Regions from separate parts of the Mus musculus genome. Here all the other regions are linked to region 1. Evidence: chromatin contacts called from public HiChIP or PLAC-seq data. All regions are on one chromosome and are shown on one strand. Each heading gives the region's core, a stretch centred on a gene start, on an enhancer-like site or on the middle of the called end of the contact. The rest is flanking DNA. Distances are from core to core; before and after follow the strand shown.

What was found. HiChIP or PLAC-seq counts read pairs in DNA pulled down with a chosen protein or histone mark.
Region 2: a contact with region 1 is called in an H3K4me3 HiChIP or PLAC-seq map of craniofacial prominence, with 2.2 times the contacts expected there. The contact joins the enhancer-like site here to the promoter of Acads in region 1. A contact is called at or near these places in 15 of 39 promoter capture datasets (3T3-L1-derived adipocytes, the C10 cell line, the HPC-7 cell line and 11 more), 4 of 15 datasets of contacts at CTCF or cohesin (CD8 T cells, the G1E-ER4 cell line, large pre-B cells and 1 more), 16 of 484 Hi-C or Micro-C datasets (B cells, the BV-2 cell line, the CH12 cell line and 10 more), 21 of 115 datasets of contacts at active chromatin or transcription factors (the SCID.adh cell line, bone marrow-derived dendritic cells, bone marrow-derived macrophages and 13 more) and 4 of 9 other capture datasets (adipose tissue, liver, macrophages and 1 more).
Region 3: a contact with region 1 is called in an H3K27ac HiChIP or PLAC-seq map of extraembryonic endoderm stem cells. The contact joins the enhancer-like site here to the promoter of Acads in region 1. A contact is called at or near these places in 19 of 39 promoter capture datasets (the 3T3-L1 cell line, the C10 cell line, the HPC-7 cell line and 11 more), 1 of 15 datasets of contacts at CTCF or cohesin (large pre-B cells), 30 of 484 Hi-C or Micro-C datasets (the C2C12 cell line, CD4 T cells, the HPC-7 cell line and 20 more), 20 of 115 datasets of contacts at active chromatin or transcription factors (the SCID.adh cell line, bone marrow-derived macrophages, cardiomyocytes and 11 more) and 5 of 9 other capture datasets (adipose tissue, embryonic stem cells, liver and 2 more).

The regions. Positions count from the first base shown.
Region 1 is chr5:115,117,797-115,120,630 of GRCm38.p6, reverse strand. Acads (acyl-Coenzyme A dehydrogenase, short chain) reads left to right here and starts at 1,285. Exons shown (of 10, transcript NM_007383.3): 1 at 1,285-1,406. The coding sequence starts at 1,361.
Region 2 is chr5:115,213,506-115,216,553 of GRCm38.p6, reverse strand. No RefSeq gene overlaps it. Among named protein-coding and RNA genes, the nearest start is that of Cabp1, 21 kb to the right of the region's middle. Within about 2 kb of position 1,418, at least 74 of the 459 cell types and tissues checked have an H3K27ac peak or open chromatin away from gene starts, as enhancers often do. A contact at or near this core is called in cerebellar granule neurons, craniofacial prominence, embryonic basal ganglia and 4 more, where this site is marked.
Region 3 is chr5:114,997,778-115,000,781 of GRCm38.p6, reverse strand. It overlaps Hnf1aos1 (a long non-coding RNA gene), which reads right to left. Exons shown (of 6, transcript XR_878697.3): 6 at 2,856-3,004. Among named protein-coding and RNA genes, the nearest start is that of Sppl3, 12 kb to the left of the region's middle. Within about 2 kb of position 1,266, at least 20 of the 459 cell types and tissues checked have an H3K27ac peak or open chromatin away from gene starts, as enhancers often do. A contact at or near this core is called in extraembryonic endoderm stem cells and germline stem cells, where this site is marked.

The sequences.
Region 1 (2,834 bases), core at 36-2,535:
ACATGTGAAGTCTACCCTCTGCACCACCTCTCAGGCTCCAGTGTCTCTCTTTCGTCTTCCATCCGGTTCTGTCTGGTGACCAGGTAGGGAAGACGGATGGATGACCAGAGGATTGGGCAAAGAGTCAGCACGTTATTTGAAAGCCCCCCCCCCCCTTTAAAGGCAGTTCCAGACTTTGGGGGTGGGGGAAGAAATGGACAGATGGGATCATTTGCAGTCTAAACTACCACCCTCTCTTCAGTGTATTGTTTTCTAGGTAGTGGTGGGCTGTGAAGTTCAGTGAGCAGATATGTAGGGTGCATGTAAACCAGGGAGCTAATGACACTGACAGTCTCTGGGACCGAGCGAAGTTGTTCTGAGGGTGCTAGGACTCAACCCTCAACCCTTGGAGTTAATGGGCAGTACCCCTACTCCCAGCAGGGCTCTGCCCCCCCCCCCCCCACGAGGTGCAGAAGACAGTAGCTCTGTTTCACATTCACATCTGAGGGCTGGAGGGAATCTTCCTGCCCAGCATCCCCATGCAATGGGCTAGATACTGAGCCTTCCAGGCTTTTTGTTTTTTGTTTTGTTTTGTTTTAAAGATTTATTTTATTATTTTATGTACATACACTGTAGCTGTCTTCATACACTCCAGAAGAGGGAGTCAGATCTCATTACGGATGGTTGTGAGCCACCATGTGGTTGCTGGGATTTGAACTCTGGACCTTCGGAAGAGCAGTCGGGTGCTCTTACCCACTGAGCCATCTCACCAGCCCCCTTCCAGCCCTTTTGGAATCCACAGACTAGTGTGAGAGATGAATAGTAAATAAATAAGTAAAATAAAAGGCTGGATGTAAAACTGTGGGCTAGGAATGGTAGCATGAAATCCAGGCAAGAGGGCAAAAGCTGCCTGCCTTGTGTGGCCGAGCAAAGATGGTCAGGGAGCCAGGGATTACGCTGACAGCTGACAGGATGCAGAAGTGGGTGGGCAGGAGTAGGTGCTAGCTCTTCTCTTCTCTCCCTAAAACTGAACCCAGCGCCTTATGTCTGCTAGGCAGGGAGGACCTCCTCACGCCCTCTTTAAACTTTCATTTTGAAGATACTGCAAAGTTGCCCAAGCTGGGCTTGAATTTACTCCGTAATACAGGGAGAACCTGCAATTCTGCCTCAGGCTCAGAAGTCGCTGGAATTAAGTTGACTTCCTGGGTGAGGCCCGGACCCTAGGTCGTGAGCCTGTCTCAGGCCTGCCCCTGCGGCCCGGTGGGCGTGGCCCGGGCTCGGCGCCGGCCCCGCCCCTGCAGCCGTGTGGGCGTGGCCCAGGCCCTGCCCCTGCCGTCCGGAACTCCAGAGCTGCTGCAGGAGGTCCTGGAGGTCTGTGCCCATGGCTGCCGCCTTGCTCGCCCGGGCCCGTGGCCCTCTCCGTAGAGGTGAGTGCGGAGCCCCAGGGCGGGTCACAGGGCGGAGATCCTGGCGGCCGGTCCTGCTGTGGCCCCGGGCAGACGAGTGGGCAGCACCCAGTGGCTGCGCGTGGCCTTTGTCCTAGTTTGGTAGCCTCTGGCCGGTGCAAGGCCCAGACTCTGAGGGATCCGGGCTCCTGCTCGGCGCTTTTCCCGCGGGTCCCTCATCGCCAGCTCCCCTTATGCGGCCCTATCCACACCCCTTACGCCATTTCAGTCCTAGCTGAGGTTCTGGGTGAGTTGGTCCTTCATGGCGGGGGGTGGGGGGAGGGGCTTGGCATTTAACTCCGACCTATGACCTTGGACATAACTCTCAACCTCTCTGCATCAAGTGGTCCAAGTGTCAACTGTTTCCATCCTCAGAGCTCTATTAAATCACAGGATGCATCGTGGTTGGCATCTAACGTGTTTTCTTAACGTTAGCATTTACTTTTTTGTTTGTTTGTTTTTGTTTTGTTTTTCGAGACAGGGTTTCTCTGTATAGCCTTGGCTGTCCTGGAACTCACTTTGTAGACCAGCCAGAAATCCGCCTGCCTCTGCCTCCTGAGTGCTGGGATTAAAGGCGTGAGCCACCACGCCCGGCATACTTATTTTTAATAGTGTTTCCTCTCCTGTGCAGCAGCCCTGACACTATGGCCACCGCTTCCTTTGGCTAATCCAGAGTCACATTAACAATTAGATCAGTGTTAAATAAGCCATTAAGTACTTCTTTAATCTTTCCACTGCCGGGAGCTGAGTTCTGTTCTTGTCCACATTTTATAGAACTCCCAGACCCCAGACCCAGTGAAACTTAAAATCCATTTCCGAGGTGTTGTAAATGGGATTATATGGAGGAAGTGTTTAGCGAGCAGTTAAGCATTCAGTTAGCCTGGGCTTTTCTGTAACACTCTGTTGACATTGTATCAATACATTTTTTTTTTTTTCTATTGAGACAGGGGTGGGGGGGTGGGGGGTGGGGGGGTGGAGTGGTGCTCTTTTTTTTTCTTAAAAGTTTATTTTTATTTTTATTTGTATGAGTGCTTTGCCTGCATGTGTGCCTGCATAAGTGTGCCGTGTCCCACAGAGGCCAGAAGAGTGTGTTGGATCCTCTGGACCTTTCATTACAGACAATTAGCCACTCTGTAGCCTGGTTCCTCTGAAAGAGCAACAAGTGCTCTTAACTGCTGAACCATTCCTCCAGACCCTGGGATGAATGAAATCTTGACTTATTGCATAGGCTAGCCTGAACTCCAGGCTACCTCAGCGTTTGTTCTTCTTACAGAAGATCTGAGTTCAGATCCCAGCGCCCATGTTGGGCAGCTCCTAATCCCCTGTAAGGTCCAGGGGATCTGACGCCCTCCTCTGGCCTCTGTGGGTACCTGCATGCATGTGTACATACATAAACACAGACTCACAGAC
Region 2 (3,048 bases), core at 169-2,668, 96 kb before region 1:
ACGACTTGATCACTGTATGGGTGTGCCTGAAGATATTTACCCTCTGTGTAGGCATTCTACGTTGTTGGTAGGATCTGGTGGTTTTAATTTGTGCTTTGACGTCGAGACATTTGAGCATCTTTGCATTTTTATTATTGGCCACTTGCGTATTTTCTTTTGTGAGAATTACTTTGCTTTTATTAAAATTCTTAACTGACTGTTTGACATCCTCACTTATCTAATGTGTGTCAATTCTAGCTACTCGGTACTGCCCCCTCCCACTACTTCAGAATACCCAATACAGCCCCTTTCCAACCCAACTTTACATCTGGATCTAGCCTGCCTTCCTTCCTTCCTTTTTTCCTTCCTTCCTTCCTTCTCCCCTTTTTTATAACCACCGGTCCAATTTATTTGCCACCGCCCCGTGTTGTACTGGTGATCGAACCCAGGCCTTGCCAAATAATCTTGTAAGCATGTGTTGGAAGCTCTCCTCTGACCCCCAGATACAGCCGTAAGCACGACTCTGCGTGGGGTCCCCATGCGCCAAGTGCTTCTTTGGCTCTAGAAGGAGAGCAGGCCTAGTGTATTCTTAGAAAAACAATTGGGGCTTTGTCCACCTCCGGATTCCTGCTCAAGCCCGGGTCTTGGGAGACCCTGGCTCATTATCTCTGGAACCTCAGTGTCAGTTGAATAGATGGGGCTCAATCTGGGAGGGCTTTGCGGAAGAAGCGGCTTCTGTGTGGAGCAGCTCCTGGTGCTCGCTCTATCCTGTAGGATAGTCCGGGTTTGCCATCTCAAGCGTATAAGCATGTTGACACCCTCTGACTCTGCTCAGCAGCCAAATGGGTGGGGGTGACGAGGACAAGCCTGGTGGGAGGGGGGACGAGGAGAGTTTGAACTTGAACCCCGACCCGCACACAAATACCTTCTGCCCCTCAGAGCCTGGCTATGGATTGGGGCTCGGTCTTTCTATTCCCTTTGCCCTTTGCCCGGCTCCTCTCTTTCTTGAGGACATCTGTATGGGATAGTGATGGGATGACAGAGAAGCTAGCCCAGCCTGGGCTTACTTGGGATCACTAGATAGCATGCAAAAGATGCTCCCGCAGGGAGCAACCCTGCAAACCCCCTGAGCCCCCCCCCCTCCACCCTCCGCGCCCCTGTAGTTGGGACTGAGCCGGAATCTGTGGGGAAAGGAGCGGGATTTCGGCTAAATATAAACCAGGCTGTTCCAGAATCCAAATAGAACAAAGGAGCAGGGTGCTAAGTTGATTTTTATAAATAAAGAGAGAGGGAGTGAGAGAATATTTTTTCGAGATGTTTAATAAAATCGCCTTGTGAAGAGTCAGGAAAATCACTGGGCTGCGGTGGGAGGGTTCGGAGGAAGACAGGAGGGAGGAGAGAGTGGGGGATGGGGCTTCCTGGCTGCTGGGATCGGTCCCTTTCCTGCCATCCGGGAATGGTGGTGGTGAAGACTGGGCGGAGAGGTAAGGGGAGAGCCAGGAGGGTCCCCGAAGGAGGAGAGCAGGGAGCGTTGCCAGACCTAACGGTTACTGTATCCTGAGCGTCGGCTGGATGCTCTCTGCTTGGTCCCCTGCCGCATCCGGAGCTGTGTGCTGTAACCCCGGCCATGCTCTGACTTCGCCTCTTCCCTCTCTGCTCTTGGCAGCGCGGCTCCCTGCACCAAACTCACTCAGCCAGGACTCAGAATAAATGGCACTTTCTCTTTTGTTGTTTTTTTGGTTTTGTTTTTTTTTGTTTGTTTGTTTGTTTGTTTTTTGGGTTTTGGGTTTTTTTGTTGTTGTTGTTGTTGTTGTTGTTTTTGTTTTTGTTTTTTTTTTTGAGCAAAAGCCTCTCTCTATGTAGCCCTGGCTATCCTAGAACTCGCCATAAAGACCAGGCTGGCCTCAAATCCACAGAGATCCAGCCACTTCTGCCTCAGTATCTTCTGCCTCAGTATGCCGGGATTGAAGGTGTACACCACCATGCCCTGCCTGGAATGTCACTTTCTTTCTGATCACCCTATTCAAAAAGAAACCACCTCTCTCCTCTGAAGTGTGGATCACATTCCCTTGTTCCGTGACTTTTGGTTAACCCTTCGGAAATTACTTGCTTGCTTACTATGTCTGTGCACACCCCACAACCCCCCCACCAAAATAAAAGTTCCCCAAAGACAGAGGCTGTAGTCACCTACTACATAGTGCTGGGTCCTGTGGAACATAAGAGAGATTACTTAGTATTTAGAGAGACCAAGGGTCTAGCCCAAGGTCACACAGGAAATGACAGATCCAGGTAAGAACCCAAGTTTGTCAGGCAACCTGAATGCATGGCCTGTCATACCATGGGAGGAATTTTAAGGGGCTCCATGAGCAACCCTGGAACAGCAAAGGGTGTAGGGACCAGGGAGGCCAAAATCTTACCTAAACATTTCTCCTTAAATAATATACACGGGGCAGGCTGGGTGGCACACAACCTTAATCCCAGCACTCAGGAGTCAGAAGCAGGCAGATCTCTGTGAGTTGGAGGCCAGCCTGGTCTACACAGGGAGTTCCAGGACAGCCAGGGCTGCATAGAGAGACACTCTGTCTAGAAAGAAAGAAAGAAAGAAAGAAAGAAAGAAAGAAAGAAAGAAAGAAAGAAAGAAAGAAAGAAAGAGAAAGAAAAAGAGAGAAAGAAAGAAAGAAAGAAAGAAAGAAAGAAAGAAAGAAAGAAAGAAAGAGGAAGAAGGAAGGAAGGAAAAAAGAGAAAAAAGGGAAGAAAAAGAAAGGAAGAAGAAAGAGAAAGAAAGAAGGAAAGAAAGAAAAAGAAAGAAGGAAGGGAAGGAAGGAAGTAAGGAAGGAAGGAAGGAAGGAAGAAAGAAAGAAAGAAAGAAAGAAAGAAAGAAAGAAAGAAAGGAAGGAAGAAAGAAAGAAGAGAGAGAGAACAAACATGCATGATCAAGAGGGGGCTCGGCAGGTAAAGCCACTGCTACCACATCTAAGGATCTGAGGCAGGTCCTTGGGACGCCACGCGTGGAGAGAACACACTCCTGCCAGCTGTCCTCTGACCTCCATGTGCACCCTGGGCACGCAC
Region 3 (3,004 bases), core at 17-2,516, 120 kb after region 1:
TCCCTCAAGATTCTTCTCCACAGGCCCTTTGCTTGCTTTTGCCTGTGCTCCTGCCAAGCCTGCGGGGCTGGTTTGGACCTGTCTGAATCCCTCATTCACTTACCTGCACAGCTTGTCTTTCCTGTCCCCCAAAGCCCTGTGTGTCCCATGCCAATCAGAGGGTGTGGCTGGATATTTCATGAGGGGTCCTACCCACTCAGCTCTTCCATCCTTCATAGCTATTTGGGGACCTGGCTGTTCCTAGACATTTGTGGGCCCCTTCTCAAGAACACGGGGGTTGGATTGCTCAGCTCTGACCCAGACACAAACAAAAACTTTTCTCAGCACTTAGGAAACAAGGCTGGAGGGGAAGGTCAAGCAGGTACCTGAATTCTATCCCTGCGACTCACGTGGTACAAAGAGACTTATGGAAGTGCCCTCTGACTTCCACACGTGTCCTGTGGTGCCTATGCCTACACATGTACAAAACGTATGTGTGATTTAAAAAAAAAATGGACATTTTCCAAGCCCCTGCCAGGAGACAAGCATCTTGCTGAGCTCTCCAAATGTAAGCTCTCAGAATTCCCTAAGTCTTCAACAAACGTCCATCAATAACTATAATGGGTTGTGCTGTACTGACCGCATCTTAATGACTTCTTGTTGTCCGAGGAGCGCTTTGGGGATAGTTTTCTCCCTCCACTTTTAATGGGGTTCTGAGAAGCTCAAACTCAGGTCGGCAAGCTTGTAAGGCAAGCAACCTTACCTGGCTGGGCTGGAACTTACTGTGTTCTCAAACACACATCCCACCGTGGCTACACCTTATCATTTGAGATAGGGTCTCTCTGTCTCTCCCAGGACCTGGAGTTTGCCGGCTCTGCTAGTCTGGGTGGCCTGAGAGACCCAGATCTGCCCGTGTCCACCCCTCCCAGTGCTAAGAAACAAATCACTAAGTCTGGCTGGTTTGTTTTTGTTTGTTTGTTTTAAAAGACAGGGTGTTGCTAAAATTCCTTCCCTTCCCTGGGGAAGATATAAACAAAACAAACACAAGCGCCATGATTCCAACAAAAACCAAGGTACTAGTCCAGGAAGTTCAGTCTGAGAAGCCAGTGAGTTTACGAGGCTTACAAACCTCACATACAACGGGGAGGTGGGCAGAAAAGTGGGTGAATTTAAAGCAGCCACGATGAAAGATCTCTACCCCAGCGGGGACAACTACTCCTACTCTGTGGTTGGTTGGAATTGAGCCGGCTGTCCTGTCCCCTCCCTAACTCCTGAGGTGTGTAATCAGGGCAGGGAGGTGTGTTGGATACTCAGGTGAGAGTCCCATGACCCTTTCTGTCCCTCCCTTCTGTGTGCCTAGCCAGTTTGGTCCTAAGAGCCGAGCTGCTGTGGCTCGGAGGATGGTACCGTACTACACGGGGTCTCACGAGGGCCTTTCTAGGGCCCTGGCTGGGCTGGAATTGACTGTGTAGACCATGCTGGTCTCAAACACACAGGGATCCACCTTTTTTTGGGGGGGTGGTGGTGTTTCAAGACAGGGTTTCTCTTGGCTGTCCTAGAACTCACTTTGTAGACCAGGCTGGCCTCAAACTCAGAAATCCACCTGCCTCTGCCTCCCAAGTGCTAGGATTAAAGGTGTGAGCCACCACCGCCGGGCTGGGATCCACCTTTTTAATGTGTGTCCTGGAGATGGAGTTCAACTCCTTTTCCTTGACTAACGAGCCATCTCCTGAGTTGGAAGCTTGCACTATTTTTCCCTGAACTGCCCCATCCATTCACAGTTAAGGGAGACCAAAGCGCACAGAGGTTAAAGATTCCACCCGAGGTCACACAGCAAGGAGACAACTGCAAAGTTTGTGTAACTTTGCCACATTTTTTTCTCAACTGAAGCATTAAAAAAAAAAAAAAATCAGTCAAGGGGTGGAGAGATTGCTCAGCTCCAGGTGAGTCCTGTACTACGGGACCGTGTTCAGTGCAGTCAGACCCGAGATTTTTGTTTCTGTGGAAATTTGGAAACCTGAAACGTTTATATGCGATTTCCAGACAAATCATAAGTCTGGATATGCGGAGCGGTGGAGGCACACGCCTTTAATTCCAGCACTCGGGAGGCAGAGGCAGGTAGATTTCTGAGTTCGAGGCCAACCTGGTCTTCAAAGTGAGTTCCAGGACAGCCAGAGCTACACAGAGAAACCCTGGGGGGGGTGGGGGGGGGTTGGAAAGAGGACAAAAGATGCTGGTGAACTCTGAAAGAATTCTGCTTAGGAATTGCATAGGGTTCAGCTCAGGACTTCTGTTTGTTTTGCTTTTATCTCGGGCAAGTGAGGTTTTAAAAAGTAACAGATTTCCCGCAGAAGGGAGGGGTCCAGAAAATGGGTTGGCCCGTTGATTTATTTTTATTATTGTATATGGATGTGTGCATATGTGCGCATGTGCACGTGCTTGTGTGTGTGCACAGATATCTGTGAAGGTCAGAATGGGGCATCAGGTCCCCTGGAGCTGGAGACATAGGTAGCTGTGATCCACTTGACATGGGGGCTGGCCACTGAACTCCTGTCCTCTAAGAGAGCAGTGAGCACTGTTGACCCCTGAGCCACCTCTCCAGTCCTGACCTATTTTTCTGCTTCTTTTGCTTTGTTTTGTTTTTAAATCGCTGTACTCTGTGTAGGTTCTGAACAGACCCTCCTTCTGGGGCAGGAGGAGGAGGAGCAGAGAGTAAGACACAGGTGATGGAAAGGTGTATCATACTTCAGAAAATATTCTTTTAAAAAAAAGATTTATTTATTTATTATATGTAAGGACACTGTAGCTGTCTTCAGACACACCCGAAGAGGGCATCAGATCTCATTACAGATGGTTGTGAGTTACCCTGTGGTTGCTGGGATTTGAACACAGGACCTCCGGAAGAGCAGTCAGTGTTCTTAACTGCTGAGCCCATCTCTCCAGCTCCCAGAAAATATTCTTGACTGCTTATCGGCATGTGAGGGTCCCAGTCTGTTACAGTCTCCACTTGCCGATGACAGAGTCT